2 separate regions of the Sus scrofa genome follow, and region 2 is linked to region 1. Evidence: chromatin contacts called from public HiChIP or PLAC-seq data. All regions are on one chromosome and are shown on one strand. The core of a region is the stretch at or near the end of the contact, and the rest is flanking DNA. Distances in the headings are between cores, read along the strand shown.

The links. HiChIP or PLAC-seq counts read pairs in DNA pulled down with a chosen protein or histone mark.
Region 2: a contact with region 1 is called in an H3K27ac HiChIP or PLAC-seq map of alveolar macrophages. The contact joins two enhancer-like sites. A contact is called at or near these places in 4 of 47 Hi-C or Micro-C datasets (blood, epiblast stem cells, fetal heart ventricle and 1 more) and 1 of 2 datasets of contacts at active chromatin or transcription factors (alveolar macrophages).

What each region holds. Positions count from the first base shown.
Region 1 is chr1:167,504,895-167,512,199 of Sscrofa11.1, reverse strand. No RefSeq gene overlaps it. Among named protein-coding and RNA genes, the nearest start is that of RPLP1, 210 kb to the right of the region's middle. Within about 2 kb of position 5,204, at least 8 of the 83 cell types and tissues checked have an H3K27ac peak or open chromatin away from gene starts, as enhancers often do. A contact at or near this core is called in alveolar macrophages, where this site is marked.
Region 2 is chr1:167,592,393-167,599,640 of Sscrofa11.1, reverse strand. It overlaps LOC110261987 (a long non-coding RNA gene), which reads right to left. Exons shown (of 2, transcript XR_002346464.1): 1 at 309-7,248. Among named protein-coding and RNA genes, the nearest start is that of TLE3, 260 kb to the left of the region's middle. Within about 2 kb of position 1,825, at least 15 of the 83 cell types and tissues checked have an H3K27ac peak or open chromatin away from gene starts, as enhancers often do. A contact at or near this core is called in alveolar macrophages, where this site is marked.

The DNA of each region.
Region 1 (7,305 bases), core at 3,955-6,454:
GGAGTCCATTCCTTTCTGGACCTTTGGCTTCCTGGCTCGGTGCAGCACCAGACCCTCCCCAGGCCCTGTTTTCACTGGGGTTAGAGAGGTTAACATTCAGCCAGGCCGGTTCCCACTGGTCCCAGTGCAGGTGGCCAGAGGGCAGCGGGGAGGGGGTGGCCAGTCTGTGCAGAACATGACCACTCCCAGAGCACAGGCTCCAAGTTGTTCCATTTATTCCTCCCAACAGGGCTGGGAGGATGGAGTTATCATTGACCCCATTTTACAGACAAAGAAACAGACTCATGTTGCTCCTGTGACTTGCCCGTGGCTACCCTGTTGGTGACAGCCCCAGGACTGAACACAGGCCTCCTGTTTGTTCTGTTGGCAGGATTGTCCAGACTCACTTGGAGGCCAAAAGATGAGGGAGGATCTGCCTGCGTCTCTTGGCGGTCCATGCTTCCTGCCCACGTGGCAGTGGCCACCCTGAACTGGATGCTGCCCTGTTCCCTGATGCACAATTTGTCCCACGGAGCAGTGCCTTTGGACAGGCCACTGGCTTACCAACCTGGCTGATCTTTGCAATTACCTGGTAGTCTTTAAACATACACTATCCTAGCCACTCCAGATGCATCAAAGGAGAATCTTTAAGTGGATGGGGACCTGGCAGCCGTGTTTTTAAAATCTCTCCAGGTGCTCAGATAAAAACACTAGACATTGTCAGTGGATGCATGAGTGGGTTAAATGAGGCTCAGGGATGGAGCATCATTAAGGCATGAATGAGTGACAGGGTCAGGAGAAGAAAATGAGTCTCCTGCCTTTCTCATCTCTTTTTTCCCCAGGACTGTATGATGCTCTGCAAGAGGTTATGGGAAAATCCATCCTTATCAATGATCTGAAAATGTCGGAGCTGGGCAGGAGCTTTGAGGTTATCTTTCCAACACAGTGGCTCCCAATTGCCTGCTGGACAAGCTGTGTCAGAGTTACACGCGGTGCATTTTACGACACGGGCTCCTGGCCTCCCCCTGTACCTACTGACCATATCAGCAGTGGGAAGACCTTGGAATCTATATTTTCAAAGTCTCTCTGGTGAGTCTGATAGCAGCCATGTTTGGGATCCATGGCTCCAGCCCTCCCCAGTTCACAGTTGATAACACATCCAGGCCCCCAGGAGAAGCGATGGCCCTAAGATTACCAGATCTAGAAGCCAAGTTTTCTGGCTCAGCCTAGAGCTCTTTCCACTACTCCTCACTCATCCAGAAGCCCAGTGACGAGTAGGGCAGGGAGGGGAATGGTCAGCCAGCAACAGCAAGAGGGCTCGTTAGCTGAAAGGGCTGCATCAGAGAAACATCTAAGGAGCTGCTGGTAGTAGAGGCTTCCTTCCCCTCGTTATCGATGCCTCTTCATCCGGCTCTTTCTGGTACTTCCCCTTGCTCATCCCAACATGATCAATTACTCACAGGAATAAATTATGCACATGGCCTAGAGTCTATTAGGTAATCGGTGGTGCGCCAGATTGGGAGCCAGCCGGCAAGATGGGCTGTCTGGAGTGAAGGCCAGTGGAAGGACTGTGTGCGCCCAGTGGGTGGAACAGCCTCCAAGTGGAAAAGTCCCAACCCTCTAAGCAAGGAAACTCTGGGTCCCCAGAGACAACCTTTTCAGGCCAAACTTGAAAACAACTTGAGGAACCACGGCAGCTCTTCCATGGGCTGCAGTTCCCCAGACCAGCTGCCTCCCAGGTCCTCATAGGAGGCCTGTCTCTGATCCAGCTGGACCCAGAGCCTGCCTCTCAGATCTTGTGTGCCCAGCGATCACCAGGGACCCTGTCAAAATGGAGGTTCTGACTCAGGAGATTGGAGAGCCTGAAAGTCTGCATTTCTGACAGGCGCCCGGTGATACCAATACTGCTGGTCTAGACAAGGGCCTACAGATCGGTGTGGGCAAAGCTGGGTGGTCAGCCAGTTTTGTTTCCTGGTGGGTCCTGTCCCAGGCCAGTCCCTTTGCACATGCTGTGTCTTCTGCCTTTCCCCTCATATTTGCCTAGAAAACTCCTATTCTCCATTCACATTCTGGCTTAGGCAATGTCTGCTCCCTAAAATTGTCACTGACCCCTTCCGGCTCCAAGTAGACATAGGGGCGGTGACACTTTCCCGGGGCCCTGACACACTTTGTTACATCAATACTGACTCTTTCATGAGGGTTTGCTCATCTGTCACTCAAGGGCCTGGGAACTCTGTAAATACTGCTCTGAGTCTCTCTCTCTCTCTCCATCTCCCGGCCTGATAGGGCTCTGCTACCTTCTAGGCACGATAGGGCCTGAGAACTTTTCAGAAATCTCAAAAAGTTTGATACCCAAAAACCAAATGATCGGCTCCAGGACTCGAAGGGAAAATTTGCAATAGAAATTAATAAAATTTTAATGAAATATCTACCAAACAAAATATTACATCAACCTCGTTAATGGTTTCATTGAGTATTCATAAAAATTTCATGATACATGAAAACTATGTGTAGGTTAGATTTTCTCACTTTGCAAGAATTCCTGAGTATCCCGATAATTGCTGAGAAATCAAAGCCAACTGTAAATTGAATGAATTACTTAGGGCCAAATAATTTCAAAACCCAGATTATAAAAATAGTTTTTTAACAGAAAAAATACATACTTAAGATGGAGTATGAGTGAATTTCAGTGTGTTTGATATGGGTGGGGTGGAGCTTCCAAAGCCAAGTGTATCTTAGGAGTCTAACAATCTTGATGTCTGGCCATGGGGCAGTATGCAAGAGACTTCTGAAAGAATGGACGAATAGATGGGAACCTAAAGGGAATCTGAAAAGAACAAAGGTAGGAGGAAAGGGAGAACAGGCAGGGGGAAATATAGAAAATGTAAGCCAAAATTTTAAGACAACAAAGGGAGTCCTTGTTAGCAAGAAATCCACCGAGCCCCAACAGACTGGCCGAGATGGGCGATATTGCCCCCTACTGGCTGGAGGAGTCCTGCATTTTTCACAAACTCTGGCTTCATTTATTGATCTGTCATGTTGCTTCTCCAATTCCAAGAACATCAAAGCCCCTAGGAATTGCCTCAAAGAAAGCAAGCGGTGGTCCCTGAGGATCAAGACTCTGCCTCTCCTCTGGGAAGGGGGCTCGAGGGGAGCTTTATAATGGACTCTGTGTCAGACATCCTGAAATGGATCCAAACCCATCTTGAACCGATTTCTACCTTCCTCCTGAACCAGTTCTTGGTTAATACATTCCATGTGTTTCTTTCTCTGAAGGCGAATAGGCTTTACTTTTATTTCAAAGGGCATCCCTGAAAAGTCTGGGGGGACACGACTTTGTTCTAAGACAAGCAAGATTGGAGGAGTTCTAAGGAAGCAGTCACTAGACAAACAGAAAGATTTATATGCAAGATGTTCACTGCAGAATTATTTATAAGAGTGAAAGATTGGAAACAGCCTAAATGCCCCACAACAGGGGTTGGCTAGATAAATTATGATCTACTCACACAGTAGAAGACGATACGGCCATTACAATTCATTTTTGAAGATGATGCTATAGAAATAGCCAATAGGCGCCAAGTGGTAGTGTCTGCAGTGTCATATGTATGAACTTCTCACCGCAGCCCTATGAGGAAAGTACTATTTGTCTTCCCTCCATCTGATACCTAGGGAAACTGAGGCACAGACAAGCCCAAGTCACCCAGGTAGAGTTGTGAATGGAACTGGCACCTCCAAGAGGCATTGTCACACACTGCAGGATGCTGCCCCTCTCTAACAGAGGTCACTGAGATTCCAAGCCTGAGGAGTAGGGGAGGGAGAGGTAAATTCCCTCCCAGGTCCACAGCACACTGTGATGAAGAAGGGCAGATCTGAGCTGCACCCAGGCGATCTTGAGGTCTTGGCCAGGCTGCCCTCCCAAGGAGTGTTTATAGAGGAGGAAAGAGCCTAAGTGAATTCCCAGAGGTGGCAACACTTTGTGGGAGTTCAGAAAACCCTGGGGAGGTAGGGCTGACCAGCACATCAAATGCATTATACTTGTCTACTGAAAACCAACACATAAACTACAAGGGACCTGGGCTGAGGTCCTGCTGTATATCCCAAAGCAGGGACAGTAATAACTGAAACTATGAACAGCACTGAGTCTAGCCGGACATCATGGCGAAAGCTTTCTCTGGGAGCCCCATCAGATCCTGAGGGCCACAACCTCTCTTTGGGCTAGCTTTAGTCCCATTTCACAGATGAGAAAATTGACACTTGGCAAGCTTAATTAAATTGCCTGGTGGCCAGAGTTGAACCAGGAGGATTTGTGACAGCCTCGCTCCTGGGAGGCGGGCAGCCAGCACAGGGATGGGAGCCCACGTTCAGGCCCCAGCAGCTCATGCAGTTTCCTGCTCCATCAGCTACAGCCAGCCTCCCTTGCTATTCAGGGAAACTGTGCTACATGAAGATGATTTCAGAGCCTCCTGGGTTTACGAGGATCCCCAGGAAGCCCAGCTTCTGGCAACATGTGAGAAGGAAAAGGGGAAAGCATTACAGGTTTGGAAAAACAACCAAATGAATTCTGGTCCCTCAAGCTGGTGCAGTGTGAAGCCAAGGGGAATCTGAAACAAAACCATGCCACGGGCCCCTTCAGAAGCCCTGGGCCCCCTCTCAGCTCCAGGCTGCTGGGGGCCTGAACATGGGCTTCTCCCTGCTTAGTCCCCAGCCCAGGCTGCTAAGCTTCGTCCAGGAGCTGCCATCACCCCTGCATCCCTGGGCTCTGGACCTGCACTTTAGGCCTGCAGCCGAGAGACCCAGCCCTCCACCCCAAAGACCAGTTCCCCCCAGACTAAGTTTACAGATTTCTGTAACAAATGCAAAGTCTTTCCGGGTGTTACCTTCACTGTCTCTGACTCCCTTTCTGAAGAGGTAAATGGAGATCCCTGTGGATTCTGGCTACTGTGCATCTTGAGGGGGGCCTGCCCCAAATGCCCTTTGACCCAATTCCCCCAGGGAAAGGTCTATGGGAACAGACAACCTTTGGGGGTTTGTCTAGTGCCAGCACACCTCCCTTAAGCGCATTTCCCAACACACCCACACGGGAGCCGTGCTGTCCAGGACACCCCCTTTTGCAGCTACCGGGCTGATAGGCACGTGGGGGTCCTGCCCAAGGCCCCAGTCTGCTGCCTGGGCTCAGCCAAGCAGATGCTCTGCTGGGAGATTAGGCTGAGAGTCTCTGCTTGGCTTCTGTGGGACACTGGGCTGTGGGAAGCAGGAGGCGGGGCAGCTGTGAGCTCCCCTAACCAAGGGAGCCTGCCAGAAATGGAGAGAAAAAAAGAGGAAGAAAAGCTGGGGGTCGGGGGTGGAGGACAGGCATGACTTTGTAGTTCCTGATTCTAGTTCCTCAGAGGTGGGGCTGAAATTTTCACCCTTGGGTTTTTGTGAAATTCAGCCATGTCCTTCCCACAGGGTCATCATTTGCTTGAACAAACAGCTGTCCTTTGCAGCCAAGGGGCCCTGGCTAGCCCACCAGGGCTGGAGGAAGCCATCGTCCCCACAGAGGGCTGCTCTGGAGACCCCACCCTGCAGGGGAGCCTTCAGGGCCCCCATGCCCTGTCCTCTGTGGAGCAAGGGAGGGCTGGGGCGGGGGCATGGGGGGAAGGAGGGGGGAGAGGGAGACTGTTCACTCTGTCCCTGGAACCTCAGTGGTGCTCTGGACTTGCCATACAAGGGGCTCCACCTCAGCCACATTGGCATCTAGGGCTTCTGCCACCTGCCTCCCCTTGGCCCACTCACAGTGACCTCACCCGTGGCAGAGCCTGATCCATTCTTTCCCTTGTGTTTCTCGTTCTTAAATACTCTCTGCTGCATACAGGATAAAGTCCAAGCTCCGTGACACAGCGTTCAAGTCCATTGCCTACCTTCCACAGGCTCATCGCCCCCCATTTCTCATGTTGTGTCTTAGTTGGCCTCTACCTCCAGTCCTCTGCCCATTCTGATCCCTCTGCCTGGAATTCCCTTTGCTTCCTTCCTTCCTTGCCTTGCTAACTTTGCCTGGACTTTCAGGAATGCCCCCAGTTCCACACTCATTGCTTCCAGGAACACTGACTTCCCAGGCCAGGCTAAGATGTCTTCCCTTGGGTTCCCTTATCTCCTGGCCCTGCTTAGCCCACTGAAACTCAGACCATGCTGTAACTGGCTGCTTTCTTGTCTTTCAAGAAGAGACACCATGGGCTCTGCAAAGGCTGAGATGATAACTTATGCTCCGGATCTCCCCAGGGCCGTGTTCAAGGTAAATTGGTCTCTATCCCTCCGCCCATGCAAACCAAGGACATGGATTTCCAAGGTAATGCTCAGGTCACCTGTCCCTAGTTTAGACATGATAAAGCTGCGGCTCAGAGGGGTTTGTGGTGACCAAGGTCATGGAGTAGCAAGTACCACGGTATGAATTAGAAGCCAGGACCATCTGCTTTAAGACCTACCTGTGCTTTTCCCACTACACCCCCTACTTAACAGGGCAACTCAGCCTTGGCCCCCAGTGTCACCCTGAGGAGTTCATTTCAACACGTGTGTTCCCTTTGGGGCCATCAATGCTTCTGAGCTCCCAAACTGCCGATCCGCACCCTGGGACCAACACTTGGCTTGGGGCTCCATGGTTCGCAGCTGCGAGTCACAGGTTCCACGCCTCTGGGCACACTCTTCCTTCTGCCTGGTTCCCCCAAGAGGATTCTGTTCCTCATCGGGCTCCTTCCTCAAGATCCGCCTCCACATCCCTCTCGATCTGGAGCTTTCTAGAAGCCTCCCTGTGCTTGTTGCACTGTCGCCGGCCTCGTGCCCACGGAAGCCAGCTGCCTCTTGGTGACAGTCCCTGGCCACCAGGCTAGGCTTCATACCCTCTCCTTTGCTCCTGTCTCTCCCTAGTAGACGGTGATCGCTATGTCATTCAACTCCTTGCCGGCACGTGGCTGATACTAGGCGCATCACAAAAGCATGTTGGAAGGAAGAGGGAGGGAAGGATGCTGTTTGTAAAGCCTTTCACTTTGAGAAAGCCCAAGACTTAACCCCACTTGATTCCCCTACAGCTTTGAACAGAGGGGCTGGGGCCGGAGTAGAAAATCAGCGGGCATTTTCTCATCAAATTCTTTATGCCACAACTCGCTTCTGTTCTTGTGCTACTATTTACAAAGTACTTTTGCACACACTGACTTGCTTAATTTTCGTAAGAATCAAGAAGAGGCCATGTTTTTAAAATGTGCAAAGGAGGATCCTCTAAAATCAGCCTGTAACCCCAACCTTTATCTGCTGGCAACCTTCCCCACAGATGCCAAGACCTGTCCACCCGGGTGC
Region 2 (7,248 bases), core at 576-3,075, 91 kb before region 1:
GTGCTGCTCAGGGCTGTACCTTTTGGGTCTAACTTCTGGGACCTGGCAGCCCACCCACTGTAACCCCATCCCTATGCGGGACAATCCTTTTGAGAATCCCTAAAGGCAACCCCTTTTTATTGTCCCTAAAGGAGTACCTGGGTCAGACTGGAAAAACCATGTGAGGACAGGCCCAAATTAACATCACAATATGCAGTGTCCTTAGCCATGCCTTCTCAAACCCTCACAGAAGCCCCTCTAAGTTCAATCTTCTGGTCTCCATTTCCACAGATGAAGAAATTGAAGCTTAAAATTGTCAAATGACTTACCCCTGTTAAAGTCTTAAATGGTTAGTCTCACAGCTTCAGGGCAGAGCAGGGAGCTGAATCCAGGTCTGCCTTAATCGTGCCTCAATTCCTCCTGTTCTACCCTTTAAAAAAGATTGTCTAACACTGAGAACAAACCCCCAGGAGCAGGGTTCCCTTTCCCCGATTTCAGCCAGGGCTGCCTCCTAGGATTTGGACCGGGCCTGCCAAAGCCATTTCCTTTCCCATGTCCCATCCAGCTGCACCACTTCTCTCCTGCCTCTGAGAAAGAAGAGCATTAAAGGCTAAAATTCACTGACTGCACTAAAAAATAGGGTCAGCTGTTGCAGCAGAGTCCAGGGCACGAAGAATGCCCTGGAGGAGGGGTGGGCACAGGTGGGGAAACCCAGCCTTCTCCAAGGTTTCATGAGGCTAGCGGAAGGTGTGGGGGCCTCCCTGCTGCTTTCTGGGAAGTGATTCTTCCCACCTCAAGTCCCTTTTCTTTCTCTTTCCTTGCCCCTGAATAAAGTGAAGACGGACGCTTCATCAGCTAAATAAAGCATCCACGCGATGGGGTGGCGAAGCTGTGTGGGTAGCCGGGGCCTTCCCTAAAATGAATCTCGGTGGAACGTGGGACCACTGTCTAGAGCCAGGAAGGCTGTTGTCACCACTCAGGGGCCCGTGGGAGGATGTTGAGAAAGGTGGGGGAGGGGAAACAGGAAGACTTGGAAATGGCCAGAAACAGACCTTCAAATGAGGAGAGCTGGGCAGGAAGCTGAGAGTACCTCCAGTCACTGGGAAGGGACAGTCAGTAACCACGGGCACCTGGTGAGTTAGCCACATCGAAGCTCTCATCACACAGGTGTATCCTTTTGGTTTACAGAAATCCTAGATCTCTCTGTATCCTGTACTTCTGTGATATGTCATACAGGACACCTGTAATGTCAGGGCAGGGTGAGATTCCTTAAGGAGGTGCAAAAGAGAAAGTGGACAGAGTAGTTAACCAAGAGGGTACCTCAGTGTGGCTAGCCAAACAGATTAAGAAAAACACCAAGACAAAACAAAAAAAACAAGCCACTGATGTCTCATCATTTTCTGTAGAAATCTTAATATTGCTCGACGTTGATAAAATACCTACATCCCACCACCTACCTAGGGGAAGGGCAAGCTGTAGCTCACAGGCCAAAAAATCTGTTTTTGTGTGGCCTTCAAGCTAAGAGTGCATTTTTAGGTTTTAAAATGGCTGGAAAAACTAAAGAATGGTATTTTGTGACATGTGAAAACCATGAAATTCAGTCCCTAAATAAAACTTTATTGGAAACAGGCCTGTTCATTCACAGATGGGCTGCTTTCCTGATAACAACTGCGGAGCTGAGTAGCTGCAAAAGAGACCCTGCAGCCTGGGCCTGCAGCGTGGAAAAGTTACTATCTGGCCCTTTAAGAAAGTATGACCTCTGACTCAGATCTACAATTTCCCTTTTATTATAAGTACGTTATTACACAACCATCCAGCTGTGAAAAAAACTGCAAGCCAGAGACTAGCAAGAGATGAATGTGCAAAATTAGTGGAGGAGCATTTGGACTTGCTTCGAGGCAGCCTCAAAGGGGTGTAAAAAGGCCAAAGTTAAGGTGAATGGCCACTGCCCCCCCATCTGGGCTCTGTTGGTGTGACATTGTCCAACAGTAAGACTGTTACAATTGCTGGTGGGTTTTTTCCCTGCACACCCCCCACCCCCCGCATAAATGGGCCAGTCAGGTGTTGCAAACATGAGGCATCTCCATGGTGTGCGATTGTATTTGGAAGGTTATTTGATTCTATAGACTTTATGCTCCAAGGAGGCTGGGTCCACGCAGCAGCATAGTGTCTGGCACCTAGCCCAGCGTTGGGCCACCTCTGACCTCCATCCTTGTTTGCGCCATGAATGAATGGCTGGCTCTCTGAGACAGGAGATGAGTCACCACCACCCCCGCTTGCCAAGGCATCACCTCTGCCTGCCTGTGACAGGAACCTCTGGCCCACCTTGTCCCCTGAGCCCTCACCCCAGGAAGGAGGGAAGGTGCCAGTTAGCCCTTCATCCTGTGGTGGGGAGCGGGGGTGTGTGCAAGATGTGGGGTGTTCCCTGTGCCTGAGGCACCCCCAGACAGGTAAGGGTGCTGCCATCCTCACAAGTCTCTGACACCAGGAAGAAAGGGAAGCAGACCCTCCAGCATGGAGTACATTTCATGCAGGTGTTAGCTGTACCATTCTGGCTTTCTAGGTAGCTCCCGAAAACAGGCTTCCAAATAGATCCATAAAAGGCCATGTGATTGCAAACAGGTGTCTCCAACACATAATATGGTCTGTTTCTGAGTAGCATTTTCAAAGACTAGGAGAGCAGTCGGTTTGGGGTAGTGAAAAAGATCCGAAAAGCGGTGTAATTGGAGAATTTGTGAGAGGCTGGGAAGGCATCCAGGCTCCAGATGCCAGTTCCTCTGCTGTCTCTGAAACTGCTGTTCTGATTGCAAAGTTGCCTACTCCAGGCGCTGAGAACTAATTGGGCATTCCCTTGGAGGGGGGCTATATGGGCTGCACCTACTGTTTTTTCATTTTGGCAAATGGGAAAGGTTGGGGTGTGTTCTGCCCACTCGTCCAACAGTCACTAATAAGGGAAAGGCTGCACCCCCCTGGGCATCTGTGTACTCTCCACCCTGTGCGGATGAACTTATTTGTTCAGGGAATCATATGGTCCTGGTCACGGTCCTGTGCTGCCGGGGCTGCTGAACTGTAGGGACTTCTGATTGGCCCAGTGTAATGCCACTCTCCTTGCCAGTGACTGCTTTAAGAACAATCATGTAACTCAATTTGGGTTGATGAGACTTGAGGGGCACATCTTTTGAGATTCTAGGAAAGGTTTCCTCAAAAGACATAAGGGTTCTCTTCTAGGGTGTACATGTTTTGGAACTTGATACTGGGCAACATTGAAAGTACTAAATGGTACTGACTGGCATGCCTGAAGATGGTTTCTTCAGTCCAGAAAACAAAAATGGACACCAAGGAGGGGGACTTTGCCTTCCTGGCCTCTTCCAATGCCATGTGAGGATGCTAAACCCAGAGCCTCAGCAGCCATTTTGTAACCATGAGGGCATGGGGCTGGAGCCAAACATCAGTATGCTAAGGATTGTAGAACTGAAAGGTGGAAAGAATGTCTTGAATACACAGGAGCTATGAATTAGCCAATGCTGGGATAGGCCTATCTTGGGAGATGGTAAGATGTTAAATTGCCTGGCTTGTCAAAGCTGTTTGGAGTCAAATTTTGTGTTACTGGTACCCCAGTTACACATGGTGCATATCTGTTGCCTTCAGTCCAAGAGGGCAGGGCTCATCTCTGCTCAGCACCTATTCCTATTGCCCTACAGTCTTGTCTAGCACAGAGACAGATGTTAGTAGTTGAAAAATGGTCATTTTACCTAAATTATACCACTGGGATTTAACAACTCTGAGATCGAACCATGTGATTTCAAAGCAGAGGCAGCTTGAGTCTCAGACTTAGTAACTTGCCTAAAATTGCAGAGGAATAAACTGAGATCTTGGCCACAGTGCACCCTGGTGTTCGTCTGCCCTGTAGCCTTCACATGCCGGGCTACGGACAAAAGGGCCACAGCGTGTGTCTGGAACTTAGCAGTTGGAGGACAGATGTAGCTTTGCAAAAGTAAGGCACAAATGGTCACACAGCTTCCCTTTGTGTGCTCTTGTGGCAGTTACAAGATTTTCTAACACACAGGCCTTCTGGTGGGATTCTCGCACAGCCCTGTAAGGAGGGGACGTTAGGATTGCTCACGTTTTAGCGATGAGGATGATATATGAGCAGGAAATTAATTTTCCTCTGTTGTTAGAATTCAAAGGGTTAATGGAATGAACGTCATCTGTTAGTTGCGAGACTGTATATGGTGTGCAGTACTGCTGGAGCACCAGGAGGGAGGCAATTTCGAAAATGAGCTTATAATAGCAGCAATGATTAGGCCCCACTGTGTGCCAGGCACTGCCTTAAGCACTTGACATGAATCTCATTTAATCTCTTCAGTATTAATACTATTGACTCAGATCTGCTTATGAGACAAGTTGAAGCCCAGAAGGTGTTTCTACCAAAGTCACACAGCCGTGCTCGGAGGGAGCCAGGACTTGAGCTCAGGGGCAGGCTGACCCCAGTCTGACTTGGTCACTAACAAAATCCCCACCTGTCCCTGAGTCTTTGACAAGTAGCTGTGGTCTCTGATATAACCAACCAAATAAGAAATTACTTTTTCCAATGCCTTCAAGGATGGCCCCTGAAGAGATGTGCCCCTATAAACCCTTATCCCTGCCTGTCATTTTCCCATGATGCTCTGCTTCTCATTCTTAAAAGATGATCCTAAGAACTGTCCCGTTCAAAAAGGCAAGTAGGCCCCTGGGAAGAACGCTCTTGTTAACTCTGGAAGTTATCACCTTAGTTTTAATAAATGGTGAAGGTGTGACGTGAAAGAGTTAAACACCCCTCACATGTACACAAGGACACAAGAAGAGATGTCAACCACGGCCTCTGTGTGAGGTGCGGCAAGCGCAGTGGACTTACTTAGGCAGCCTAGGAAATGGCCTACGCGTGAATGAAGGAATCGAGTATACGGAGTAGATTTTCTCTTCCTGTGAAAAGCTGAGAAGGTCCATGAGCCCCACCGACTACCAGAATGCAGAGAAGGGCCCATTTTATACCAGCACCCAGAGGCAACAAATGTCTCACTGGAGGAGAGTCACTCCTCCAGCTTTGGCAGCAGGTTTCAATAGGAGCAAAAATAGGCAAAGCCTCAGAGATGCAGCGGTTCAAGACCCTGCCCTTGATATAGGGACTTTGCACCATTTTAGCATATGAACGCCTCTGCCATTGTCAGGCCAGCCCTGGCGCAGGTATCCAATGCCTGGTACAGTGCAGACAGTCTGACCTGGGGCCAGGGTGAACTTGGAGACGTAGGGGATGGACCCCGTCTCCAGACAATAAAGGGCAATCCAGGGCCGTGCCTGAGCCTTACCTGCCCCAGCTAAGGGGTATACTCCCTGCTCACACAACCCAGGAGGAGAGATTGCTATTAATACAAGATCCCCATGGTAGCAATAGCTTAATATAGTTTTGAGCCATGGTAGCGATAGTTTAATTTTGATCCATATTTATGCTTAAATGCTTAGTTAAACACTCTACTTGGGTGGTTCTATGGCCTGTAATCAGTCCTTGGCCCATAGCTTTAGTTCTCTATAAAATCCTGAGCTTCAAGAGTCATTCCTGGCCTTCTCAACGAGAGGTAATCCAGCCAGGCAGACGCTATAGCAATTCCAGTGGATGGCAGTTGAACTCCAGGGACTAAAGCTTTTCAAACTTCCTGACCTGGTCCTTCAGAAAACACATGCTAAGCAACCAATATAGGGTGGCTTTCCATGCACATCAGTTATAACAGCAATAACCTGGAAACTAGCTGCGCACCCAACAATGGGGGAGTGCTTGGGTAAAGTAGGAAGCCCATTTATGGGACTGGCAGGGAGCTGTTAGGAACTATGCTTACAAGGACCTTGAGAACCCAGGCATGCCTATTACCATGTAGAGTGGGGGGAAGCACTCAAAATGGAATGCACATTTATGGTAATCTATAAAAAATAACGACCCTGTACACTAAAGGGAAGCCAGAGCCTGAGTCATGTCTGTGTGAGGATCCAGATAATTCTAAGCCTGCTTGGTCATCTTGTGAGGAAATTTGCCCAGGGGTGCCCCAGCATGTGCTGGCATATATGAAGGCTGGAGGGAGGCACCCCTGTGTGTGTGTGTGTGTGTGTGAGACGAGCCCCAGAGGGGCGGGACCTGGGGGGCTTAGCATCATACACATTCCGTCATAAACCCTTCTGCAGACTAAGCCCTAAGGAGAGAGGACTGTAACTGGACACCAGGTGCAATTATGTAGAATGTAGAACGGGCTTGTCTTCGCCTCTGGATGGGAACCTGCCTGGCAGCTCACTGCTGGCTGGTTGTAGCATTCGTTCAGCACCAGGAAGTGTCAGAGGTGGTGTGAGCACAGTCACCCCAGGGCAGCACTGGAACACCGCAGACTCTGGTTTGTGAGCACAAGCCAGATGCCCCCATGGGACCCCAAGAAGCATGCAGTGTGCATGCCTGCCTGTGTGACTGTGTGTGATCTGACAAGTTGAGCAGAGCCAGAGAAAGTGACGACTTGGGCTGGGCTGTAGAAACCTGAGTGACCCATACCCCAAACTCCTGGAGAAGAACCTGTCCAAATACTAACAGTGAAAGAGGAGAAAAAAGGACTCAGAAGCCTAGAGGAGAGAGATGACCTTGACAGTTCCCCTTGGAGGGTAATGTATAGGAGTCTGGTCATGTGCAACAGAAGTCCTTGAACTAGCTGCCCTCCCTACACAAAGGATGGCTAGTGACAGTCTCAGATATTAGCTCCTCACTCAAACCAGGTATGGTCCTAGGGACAAGATGTATCCATGCAGCCTTGACCTTTCAAGAGCTCCTGGTCCAGCGCCAAACCCCTGCCTCTAACTAACCTCAGCCCTGCCCCTCTCCCCCTCATTCTGTGCTCCTGTCACTTGAGGTTTCTTCATCCAGCTCCCTGCCCTTGGGACTTTGCAGTGCTGTTCCCTTTGAAAACACTCTTCCTTTCCTTCCTCCTGGTTGGCTCCTACTTGAGGTCCAGGTCTCAGCCCCAACCTGGTCAGCCCCATGGTTCTACAGGCTTACCACTCTTGAGTTTTCCCTTTATGGTGCTTCTCGGTCTATAAGCTTAGATGTAAGTCAGTTGATGGGATTGGTGTCGAGCCCCGTTAAGACTGAGTTTTGAGAGGTGGTGCTGTGAACGGTGGCTCAGTGTTGTATCACCAGAGCCTCAAACAGGACTCACATGGCAGAAACTGAATAGATATTTGGATGGATGGGTGGATGGACAG